2 separate regions of the Sus scrofa genome follow, and region 1 is linked to region 2. A link is a contact called in public HiChIP or PLAC-seq data. All regions are on one chromosome and are shown on one strand. The core of a region is the stretch at or near the end of the contact, and the rest is flanking DNA. Distances in the headings are between cores, read along the strand shown.

The links. HiChIP or PLAC-seq counts read pairs in DNA pulled down with a chosen protein or histone mark.
Region 1: an H3K27ac HiChIP or PLAC-seq map of skeletal muscle shows a contact between it and region 2, with 3 times the contacts expected there. The contact joins two enhancer-like sites. A contact is called at or near these places in 1 of 47 Hi-C or Micro-C datasets (heart right ventricle) and 1 of 2 datasets of contacts at active chromatin or transcription factors (skeletal muscle).

Annotation. Positions count from the first base shown.
Region 1 is chr1:219,684,752-219,690,910 of Sscrofa11.1, forward strand. All of the region lies in intron 27 of SMARCA2 (probable global transcription activator SNF2L2), which reads right to left. Among named protein-coding and RNA genes, the nearest start is that of SMARCA2, 130 kb to the right of the region's middle. Within about 2 kb of position 3,045, at least 4 of the 83 cell types and tissues checked have an H3K27ac peak or open chromatin away from gene starts, as enhancers often do.
Region 2 is chr1:219,335,061-219,341,124 of Sscrofa11.1, forward strand. It overlaps LOC100737021 (a long non-coding RNA gene), which reads left to right. Exons shown (of 10, transcript XR_001306492.2): 5 at 1-58. Among named protein-coding and RNA genes, the nearest start is that of VLDLR, 130 kb to the left of the region's middle. Within about 2 kb of position 3,216, at least 4 of the 83 cell types and tissues checked have an H3K27ac peak or open chromatin away from gene starts, as enhancers often do.

The DNA.
Region 1 (6,159 bases), core at 1,795-4,294, 350 kb after region 2:
GTTTCCTGCATCCTCTCTCTCTCCTCCCTCTCCTCCTCTCTCTCTCTCTCTCTCTCTCTCTCTCTCTCTCTCCCCCCCCCTCTCTCCCCCTCTCTCAGACCCTTTAAATTCATCCTTTATAATGTAAATAGTTATCTTCTTTCTGCCTAAAAGGAGGGACACATCATTCATTCTTAATTTTGGAAATGTTCTTTCTATAGAAGGGGATGAAGCCCAGATTCTTCGGTCAGTGCACAGCCTCCACCTTGTTTTTCTTTTCCACTCCTGTCCTTATAGAAACTCTCCTCTCCACTCCTAACACACAGGGTCACAGAAGCATAAGTCACACTTTCATGCCTCTTTGTGGTTCCCTTACACTGGCACCCTGCTTCTCCTGATCCCTCTTGCCCATCAAATCCTGCTCATCTTTTAAGAAATAGCTAAAATGCCCTTTCATTCCTAATACTGTATCTGATCTCTCCTTTCCTCTATCCTTCACAGCATATTACAGGTCCTTTTATTCACTATTATTTAAATCTGCTTGGGATGAGTTCTTGGCTTTGTCTTAAAATATGTCTGAATCTCTTATCAGTCTGAAATCTCTTTTGGAATTTTTTTAAAAAGTCATTTTAATAAAATAAAGCCTCCCACGGCATTTAGATTGATGCCTTGCTCACCAGCGGGACCCCAAAATCTTGTTGAAATAAAATTAAGTCTTTATTGTTTACTCCTCTGCTTTCTCAAAATGACAGGGTTTATCAGGCAGTACATTTGAAGGTCTGGCTTAAAAGATCACTGTTCAAGGGAGGGCTATAGGATTATACAGTGAATTAAACTAAGTCAGATAAATGAGACAAAATGAAGATTTTTGTTTTTCATGTATCTGGCTCCAGCCTATCTCTTTAAAATGCTTCTATTTTAACAAGTAATTATACAATCTTCTGTCTTGCTCCCGCTTTGGGAGTTAAATGGTTTAAATGAGATAGATATTCAACCCCAGGCAGAAAGGACCCTCTAACATGGACTAACAGTGAAGCTCAACGGCCCTTTTCAGCTCAGAGGCAGAGCCATGTGGGCAACTCAAGTGAACCAGTGAGGAGAAAAAAGGGAGGGCTCCGGCCTCCCTAGAAACGAGCAACAATTTGGGTGGAAATACCGGCCTGAGTCCCTGCAAGCCCCCAGAGCCTGCTGCTGGGGAAGGAGGTCTGCAAAGAAGACTTTTTCCAAGTTGAGTTGCTTGAGTTGAGGGACTAATAGCCTTCACAAGGCATGTCCTACATCCCTTCCTGGAGGCTGTCTTGAGTGGAACAATCCCCCAGGGTCACCAAGCGATTCACATGTTGCTGATGTAACCTGAACTCCTGCACCTTTTCAAGAAGCAGCTGAATTCACAAGCCAGGAGGAGGCAACCTCAGCAGGCAAAGGGGCTGTGAACTGGGGTGTGATCTGTCTTTTGCCAAACCCCATACTCCCTTAGACGTGCTCTGATGTACATTTTCAAGATCCAAAAGGCAATACATTCAACATTACACAAATATACCTGCCATATACTAAATGGTAAATCCAAAAACCATCCTCAGAGTTCTCATTGTGGCTCAGAGGGTTAAAAACCCAATAGAGTGTCTGTGAGGATGTGGGTTCAATCCCTGGCCTCACTCAGTGGGTTAAGGACCCAGCATTGCCACAAGCTGCAGCATAGGTCACAGATGCAGCTCAGATCTGATGTTGCTGTGGCTGTGGCACAGGCTCCAGCTGCAGCTCCAATTTGACTCCGTGCCTGGGAATTTCCATATGCTGCAGGTGCAGCATAAAATGAAAAACAAAAAACAAAACATCCTCCAGACCTGTGAAGCTTAGTTCCTCATCTTTAAAATGGGAGAAATAATACTTATTCCAAGTCTTTAGGGGATTAAAATGTGAAGTGTATTTACAATACCCAGCCTAGCACTGTCTGGTATAGAAAAGGGAGGGGACAGTGTAGGAACTGAGAGAAACAGTCTGGCTCAAGAAGAGTCCTGAAGGAAAAGTCTTGGGAATGAACTTGGATTAAGAATTCAGTTCTGCTGTCCAGTTTTCCTAATACCATTTATTGAAGAGACCTTCCTTTCCCCATCTTGCCTCCATTGTCATAAATTAATTGGCCATACATGCATGGGTTTATTTCTGGGTTCTTTATTCTGTTTCACTGATCTGTGTATTGTTTTTATACCAGTAACATTTTGATTACTACAGCTTTGTGATATATTTTAAATTGGGGAGAGTGATGCCTCTGGATTCGTTCTTCTTTCTCAAAAGGACTTTAGTGATTCAGGGTCTTTTGTGGTTCCAAAAAATTTTTTAGGATTGCTTGGTCTATTTCTGTAAGAAAATGTCACTGGAACTGACAAGCTTTGCATTAAATCTGTATATTGCTTTGGGTAATATGGACATTTTAATATTATCGATTAATTCTAATTCATGAGCATGAAATAGCTTTCTATTTCTTTGAGTCTTCTTCAATTTATTTCACCAGTGACATATAGTTTTCAGTGTATAGGTATTTTACCTCTTTGATTAAATTTATTTCTAGATATTTTATGGGTTTTGATACAATTGTAAAGAGGATTGTTTTCTTAATTTCTCTTTCTGATAATTTGTGGTTAGTGAATAGAAACAGACAGCCGATTTTTGAGAACCAGTTTTTTGCACCCTGTCACTTGACTGAATTCACTTAATATTGAGTTCTAACAGTTTTGTGATGGAGTTGAAAATCCATCTTTAGAAGAGAGGGGAAAAACAGCCTGTGAAACTTAAAAGTGGAAAAAGAAAAGCCCTGTTTATAAGAAGAAGCAAAAATCACTATCCAGTGTTGGGAAGGCATGCCCCCACAAATCCCTTAATGATCCTAAAAAAAAAAATCAGTCCTTTGGCAGCGGGTGCACAGGAAAACAGGGTGTTCTCAAAATCAAGTGGAAGGACATGCAAATACTATTAACAACAGGCTGGGGCCTGATGGACATCATGGGTTAGGATTTACTGGAACTGCTACAGAAGAGCCAAGCCTCATAACAGGTTAAAAATAATTCTGAACGTAATGGCACCAGAGTAATCCCTGTCTATGATTTTCCCTGGCTCCTTCTCCAAGCTGGGTATGTGAAGGTCAATGAGGTTACAGGTGATTCTATTTTCTTCCCCTCACTCTTCCATGTTTCTCACTGCACTTTTATGATGGAGAAAAATCCCTCAAAATCTACTTTAAACTCCAGTTTTTTTAGAAAGATATTAAGCTCCAGGGTGCTGATGATAAAAATGCAGAAAGATACGACTGATGAAACTACTAACAAACAGTCATTCATTAGATTTGTGTAACAAGATAAAATGGTGGCAAATAAAATCCCTATGCTGGGTTTGTTAATTCTCTTGAAAAACAAATGTTCAAGCCAGGGATTCCCCTGGAATGTTGACACTGTAGTCTGCTGGACGCCACAACATCCTTCCCAGACCTTCCAATAATATCCCACGACATGAGTGTATTTTTCTTTTAATTAAAGTGAATGCAAACAGATTCCATCTTGATAATTTGGCGGGGAGACTTGATATGTTTCGATGAATAAAACAGATCCGTCTAGCGGCTGTTATGTACTCTACTTGGTAGAAGGGATTACAAAAAAAAAATAAGGTGGGTAGTTTCTTCTTGATGACAAAGTGCTATAAAATTCTTGGTCTTGATCTGCACAGAGTGGCTGAAGCCCCTACCCACCTGTGTAGAGAAAGCAGCTCACTGAGGCACGGAAGTATCCCCTCACCAACTCTACTACACTGTTATCCTGTCCATTGTAAACTAACAGCACACAGGACTCAGCTCAGTCTCTAAATGCTACCAACAACCAGCTGGTCCCATACACTGGGAAGGTGTACAGAGTCCATCAATGGGCTGTAGAACCCCTGGTCAACCTGCAGTTTTGAGTGAAAGCCTGGCTACGGAGAAGGAGAAAAATCTCTCACCCATATCCCCCTGAGTTTTAGTTGCTGAGAGTAGAGTCTCAGTGGGAGCCAGACCAATACAAACCCATGTAGTCCTTTCTAGAACCACCCATGACAAAGTCAAAGAGGGACAGGGGAGAGATGGCCGTGCTTACTTCCTCACTCCACCCCTCACTTCACGTCTCCAATGTAAAGACAAGGAACCTGGCCCAAGGAGGTGAGGTGACTTATCTAAGACATCACACAACAAAACAATACCAGGTGTGGAACCAGAGCCCGGAGCTCCTGATGCCTGAGGCCTGTGTCTGCTCACTGAGTTATGAGAGGCAAGCATGGAAGAGAAGGAGAGAACTACTGGTAGCCTCAGGAAAACTGGAGTTTTGAGGCTATCATTTTAAATAATCTTTGGAAAACAGTCTACGAGGTCCAAGGGAAAGATATTTTTTTAAAAAATGGCACCAAAAGGAAATAAAAAAGAAACAAAAAATCCCCAAAACAAATAAAATGGTGCCATGTGTGTGGAATATATTTTTTAAGATGGACTATGAACACAGTGGCCTTTGATACTGGATTTCAGTAGGAGCAGCAGAACAAGCATCAAGCTTTGCCTACAGCAAAGTTTCATGGTTCCATCTACAATTTTTCACGATTCTGACAATTCAACATTCTTTCAGAAAATAAGAAAGGAAGCCATCTAAAAGGTATAGGACCTTATACTTAAAATTCTCTGTTGGAAACTTTTTTGTACAAAAATAGAAATGAAGACCCAATTAATTTAGGGCCTTCTTTCTTGCCTTTTAATTTTGAATTAGATTAAAAGTATTGATCCCATTTTTGCCAAAAAAGAAATGAGGATTTAAGCCAGAAGAAAGCTATTGTAAAATCTATGAGAACTCCTAGGGAATAGCTGGATTGAAGCAATTTATGCATATTTAAACAATCTTCATCAATGTGTTTTGAAATTAAAACAGAACTTTCAAAATCATGAGACATTCAAGAGCATTTATGTCAAAAGCACATGCCTTTAGAATTCTTTTAAGTAAGAAATCTTTTTCTTTTTTTTTTTTTTTTTGGTCTTTTTAGGGCCATACCCATGGCATATGGAAGTTCCCAGGCTAGGGATCAAATTGTTGGAGCTGCAGTTATCGGCCTATGCCACAGCCTCAGCAAGGCAGGATCTGAGCCGCATCTGTGACCTATACCATAGCTCACGGCAATGCCAGATCCTTAACCCACTGAGTGAAGCCAGGGGTCGAACCCATGTCCTCACAGATACTAGTCAGGTTTGTTACCGCTAAGCCACAATGGGAACTCCCTAAGTAAGAAATCTTTACATGAAGACACCGATCATGAATCTAAGGGGAAGGAATGCCAGTAATTTTTACCTTGATCAGTACTGGTTAAAAAACAATGCAGAATTCTGCCAGCTTTACCAAAAGGACAAGAAGTGTAACTGAATATCCTCTCCTAGCCATAGTCTCTGGCTGGTATGTTCATTCATTCACAGGGATTGATGGACTGCTAGGCATGCATATGAGTTGCTGCTTTAGTGCTACAATATATCAGTGGAGAAGACAGAGAGTCCTGGCTTTCTTGGAGCTTAGTACCAGTGGAACAGGCCAATGAGATAAGCTTTAGATAATGGCAAGGGCCATGAAGAAAATCTATGTGGGATATTGGATGGTTACTGGCAGGGCCTGGCTCACTCAGCCAGGGTGGTCAGGAAGCCTCTGTCTGTAAACAGACCATTAGCACATGGAGACAGTTATGTGACCACCTGGAAAAGAGCCTTCTTGGAAGTGAACAGGACAAAAAGACAGCACAGTGTGGCAGCCACCCAGAGAGCAAGAGGAGAAGATGAGATCCGAGGGCCAGTCAGAGGCCAGATGGCCATGGCCTTGGAGACCTTCTTAAGTGCTTTGATTCAATTATACTTGCAATGGGAGGGCTCTAGTGGGCTGGATGCAGGGGGTAGGGCTGGGAGTAGAGGGTTATCAGAACTGGCGTTTGCTCTGGAAAGTGCCCTCTGACCTTTCTGAGTAGCCACATGAACTATCCTGAACAAGAGGAAAGCTATTCTCTAAAACACCAGCAATCTGCTTTTTCTTTTGTTAAGGAGGATGGGGGATGTGCTGTGCTGGAGTGCTACCCCCCTGGAGGCCAAGCAGGGTGGGGAGAAACCCACAGGAGCACAGATGTGGCTGTTAGGGAGGCTTG
Region 2 (6,064 bases), core at 1,966-4,465:
TCAGAGTCCTTCCTGGGTTTCTTCCAGATGACCCCACCCATCAGCCGTCTGGTCTCTGGTGAGTGCCTGTGACTTACAAAAAAATTCTTTTTTTCTTCTTATGGTCTCACCTACAGCATATGGATGTTCCCAGGCTAGGGGTCAAATCAGAGCTGCAATTGCCAGCTTACACCACAGTCACAGCAACACGAGATCTGAGCCTCATCTTCAACGTGCGAGCTCTCAGCAACACCAGATGCTTAACCCACTGAGCAAGGCCAGGGTTCGAAGCTGGATTCTCATGGATACTAGTTGGATTCTTAATTCGATGAGCCACAATGGGAACTCCACAAAAAAATTTTTTTTTCAATTAACAGGAAAAAATAGGGAGAATACAATAACAGAACTGTGTGTGCCACTATTGAGTTCTAGGCAGTCCTGACATTTGGACGAGTTTGCTTCAGATCTAATTTAGTTCTTTGTGGATTCCTCCTTAATCCTAGTTCCCTTCTTCCTGCTCCAGAGATTAACACTGTCCTGAATTTGCATGCTTTCACACTTCTATATACATGCATATCTTTCCACAATAGATACTCTTGCTTTGCATGTTTTAAAACTTGAAATAACTTTATTTTTTGACATTTCAAATCCCTTTTATTATACCATTTCATACTCTTTAATTTTTGCCTTTGAAATAGGATTTAAAGACGTACTGTGGTCTGCATTTAAATGACTCCTCTGTAAGTGTAGGGTTAGGTCCCTGTAAGATCCAGTGTAATGATGGCTTCTGAATAAAACTTTATATAACTTTAAATATGATGGGCATCATTCTGCAATTTGCTCTTTTTGCATTTAGCATTAGATTTCAGCAACAAAGCTCTAGTCCATTCATTTTAACTGCTGTGTATTGTAATGGTTTGTGAACAGATGTCTGTCTATGTATTTGTCAATCTATCTAGTTAGCTCCATTCTCCTGTCGATGAATAATTAGATTGTTTCTAATTTTGTGCTATGATAAACAATGTTTCAATGAGTATTCTTGTTCATTTCATGTACTAATACAAAAGCTTCTCAAAAATCACATTTTTTTCACAATGTTGTCTGTCCTCACAGTTAAAGCTCCACTTTGCATGGAAACCCAGCACACACACGGGCTACATTTCTGTGTGTCTGTATATGTATACACACACATGTGGAATAAAATTTCTCAGAATAATACTCTTGTCTATTCAGCTATAATCCAGTTTGGTCTGTTCTATTTCACCCATGCAAAAATGCCCTGTTTGTAATTTACGAAAATGATTCCATGGTGCGTCTCCACTGTTGTTGGGCACTTACCTAGACACTGAATTGCCAGGTCATGGGTTATACTCGTTTTCAAATTGAGGACTTTATGTCCCTGTGTGTCCATTTGATGCATTTAAATGGACATTTGCATTTAGCCAGCATTCTTGGGGTTTTAGGAGACTGTTTTTCAGGCTATTTGGTGCATTATATGGCTGGAAATGGAAGCCTCACTTTAGCTTTCCAGGCTTCAATTTTTTTCATCTGTCACAAGAAGCCAAAACAAAACAAAAGCCCTGGACATTTTAGTGTCTTACAGTCAGCATTCTTTTCAGCCCAGAGTCCTGCGGAGGGTTCAGGGTCTTCAGTATCATATGTAAGATTCAGGCGGAGAGGGTTGTTAGGGCAGTGAAGAGAATGAATAGGTAGAATTCTGGGCCTTTCACCACAGTCCCAGCCAAGGAGCCCATTTTAATATTTATCCACTGTATTTCCATTGTGAGCAGCTGGAAACTAAAGTTAAACTATAGGTTTAGATATTCTGTGAGGCTCTTTCCAGATCTAATCTTGAATGAAAATAACTTTTGAGTCTCTGGACCATTTAGAATTGCAGCCAGGAGTTCCTGTTGTGGCACAGTGGAAACAAATCCTACTAGTACCCATGGGGTTGCAGGTTCAGTCCCTGGCCTCACTCAGTGGGTTAAGGATCTGGCGTTGCCCATGAGCTGTGGTGTAGGTTGAAGATGTGGCTCAGATCCCAAGTTACTATGGCTGTGGTGTAGGCCCCCAGCTGTAGCTCTGATTCAGCCTCTAGCCTGGGAACTTCCATATGTCATAGGTGTGGCCCTAAAAAGAAAAAAAGAAAAAAAATTTGGTCAAATTCAGAGAACATGATGGCTTAGGGCATAGGGCATTGGCAAATAGTGTTGGTTAACCCAAGTTCTTTGTGGATTTCTGCCACTGTAGAATCTGACTTGGAAAGAATGCTTTTAGAATCCTTTAGGGCAACAAGTTAGGGATACTCATGGGCTGTCCTGTGGGCTTCATCCACATGAGGCTGCTTTAAAAACACTTTTTTTTTAAATTGAAGGTTAGTTGATTTGCAGTGTTGTGTTAGTTTCAGGTATACAGCAAAGTGGTTCAGTTATATACATGTATATTCATTCTCAGAGTCTTTATAGATTATCACAAGATATTTTTATTAGAATATAGTTAATTCACAACGTCCTGTCAATTTCTGTTGTATAGCATAGTGACCCAGTACACACACACACACACACACACACATTTTTTCTCATACCATCTTCCATCTTGTTCTACCCCAAGAGATGGGGCATCGTTTCCTTTGCTGTACAGTATTATTGAATATAGTTCCCTGTGCTATCCTGTAGATCCTTGTTGTTTATCTGTTATATATATAGTAGTGTGTATCTGTTAGTCACAAACTCCTAATTTATCCCTCCCAAGCACAACCCCCACTCCCTGAGCTATCCCCTTCGATAATCGTAAGTTTATTTTCTATGTCTGTGAGTCTGTGTCTGTTTTGTAAATAGTTCATTTGTATCATTTTTTAGATTCCACACATAAGTGATATATGCTATTTGTCTTTCTCTGTACAAAAATTATTTGGTTTTCATTGTGCTTGTTTATTCTGTGAATAAGGGTCTAATATAACTTTCTCTGAGCACCATTTCTGCCTGCAAACTGTTCCATAGGTTCCTGGTAAAGCTCATTTGCCCAGCAGGGTACACATATAGTCAAACCACTATATTCACATAGATGAAATTTTACTATCATTTTAATGAAAATATTCAGCTCCTCATGGGTTTATTTTTGCCATGCCGAAAGAGTAAGAGCATAAAAAACTGGTGGTAACTTGGTAGTGAAGGACTTCAGGGTGGCATATGTTAATTCACAGAATCGTGATTCCTTTTCCCAGTCCCCTGGCTTTCTCTCCCTGCCTCCCAGCGCCCAGATGGCTGCCTCCTCTCAGATCCACGTCCCTCCCTTTAATTTGTCCCGCTTGCATTTCATCTTCCTTAATCACTGTTTTCATCACATCACTCCCTTGCTCAGAAACCCTCCAGGGATCTTTATTTCCCACCACATCAAATCTAAACGTGGCTGCCTGTTTTCAAGGCTTCTCCTAATCTATTCTTTCCTTGTGTCTCCAGCTTTATTTCCTTTGCCAAATGTGGTTCTGGTTCCCGTGGTTCAGAGATAATGGAATTTTTGTACACACACACAAAAATTGAAATCTGCATCATTTTTTTAAACAGAGTTCAGCCCAGTTCCCTTATACAAAGCACACATTAGCAGTGATTAGTTACCCCCCCCCATCCCCACCCCCAGGCCGTGTAAGCAAGACTGAAGCGTCCTCTGGGGGCAGCATGTGGAGGAAAACAGTTTATGCCCCATTCTTTCCCCATATCCTGGGAGAAGATGAGGCGCTGAGAAAGATGACTACTCACTAGAGTGGTTTGTGAAGAGCTCTGCCATTTTGATAAGACAGGCAGAATGCAAGTATCTTAGAAGGCAACTATAAAAGATATTAAATTTCAGACCAGAAGCAGTTGGTTCAAAAACTTGGAAAGAGGTACACCTGTATGAGGTAAAACTCAGCAGATGACAAAGTCCCAGAAAAAATGCTGGCGAGGTTGGGAAAGGAGATTCTAGAGTAGGTTTACCTATCAGAGTAGGCTTATAACATCTGTGACTGTAGTTTATTTTCAACTATTTAATTATTATGAGGTGTTTGTATTTGTCATGTACTTTAAAAAAATCCTCACAGATGCAAACCTGGTTTTATTTTTTATTTTTTAAACATATAATTGATTTACAATGTCATGACAATTTCTGCTGTACAACAAAGTAGCTATTTTTCTTTAACTACTTCAGTAAGTTCTGACTGTTCCACTTAGTAGCCATATCATTTGGGGGCAGATTTCTTTATCTAGGAGTTCCTGTTGTGGCTCAGTGAGTTAAGAACCAGACTAGTATCCATGAGGATGTGGATTCAATCCCTAGCCTTGCTCCACGGGTTAAGGATATGGCGTTGTCGCAAGCTGGTATAGGCCAGCAGCTGCAGCCCTGTTTCAGCCCCTAGCCCAGGAACTTACATATGCTGCAGGTGTGTCCCTAAAAAGAAAATAAAAAGTTCTTTATCTATAACGTGAAGGTAATAATGCTGCATAGTACGTGAGATTGTGGGGAGGACTAAATAATACATTTAAAGGGCATAGAACAAGGTCAAAGACAGAAATATTAGCTATTATTCATATCATCCTTATTATTATCAGTACACATAAAGCTGTGCTTCATTTTAGCAGCTGCAAAAGTTCCACCTTCTCTCAAAACACCTTAAGGTCCATTTAGTTTAGCAAACATTTGCCGAGTGCTCAATATATGTCAGGCACTGATGCAACACTGATGAAACTCCAAGTAAGACATTGACCTTGTCCTTGAGCAGCTTGCCTCCCAATAGGGAAAGCAAAACCATCAGTAGATTATTTCAGTTTAAGGCTTGTCTGTCCTGCACAGTTACCACTAGTCATGAGTAGCTTTTGAGCTCTTGGAATGTTTCTGATCTGAATTGAGGTGTGCTCTACATATGAAACACACAGTGGATTTTGAAGACTTGAAATGATGAAGGAATGCAAAATATCTAATACTGATTACCATTCTGGATGTGCTGGGTTAAATAAAATATAGTTAAAGTTAACTTCACCTGTTTCTTTTTGATTTTTAAAAACTCTGCTACTAGAAAATTTAAATTTTTGTGGCTTCCGTTAGATTTTTGTTGGATAGCACTGGTCTATGACGATACAGGCAAGTTAAAACAGGGTGCAGGGGGGAGGCATCTCATGCAGCCTGGAGTTGAAAGAAGGCTGCCTGGAGGAGCAGATGCATCCTGAGCTGAGTCTTAAAAGATGAGCAGAGGTTAGCCAGGCAGTGACAGACCTAAAGGGCATTCCAGGTTGAGGGAATAGGAAAGGCACAGAACAGATGGTGTTTGTGGGGCAGTGGAAGCAGTTGGTTATTCCACAGCATAAAGTAGTGTGCTTTGGGGACTGAAAGAGGAAGCTACCAGAGATATGAGGCCTGGTTTTTCCATCAGTCAACATCCAGTTGTCATTAAATGCTTGGGTTCTTGTCTTATACATGAGGTCTGATTATGTTACACTGTTTGAAGTTTTGGACTATCAGCTGTGGAGAGTTAGAAGTTTATGTCTGCACCAGAATAGGGCTGTCCTAGAGGATAGGACTAGTGAAGACACGTATGCTCCTCAGAAGGAAGAATGCCATCTTGCCATCTGCAGGTGGTCCTAAAGGTGGATGGGAAGCCTATAGTTGCTGCCTAGAGTGTAGGAGGAATGAGTGAGAATCAGACAGGAAGTCAGAGCTTGTAATTTTTTCTGATTCATTGGGTTCAGAGACAGTATACACACACAACTACATTCACTCATTTACTTACCTGTCAATGGATTTTTGTAGGACTCCTTCTCCAGTAAATTCCCACCAATAAAGAATATAATCTTTCATTAGATGATATTAATCTGGAAGCATATTATACTCATTCTATCACAAATCACCCTCAAGTCTTCTGCCTTTAATAACTAATTATTACATGGGTACTTAATAGGTCATGAAAGAGCACATGGAAGAGGACCAGCAAAAGGAGACTCTGAAAACCTAAGTCAGTGGAGAAGCTGGACAGTTAGAGTATCTTCCATGTCTGTTTCTCAGTCTTTAATGTACATAGGAATTACATGGGATCTTGAGGAAGTGAAGGTTCCGATTC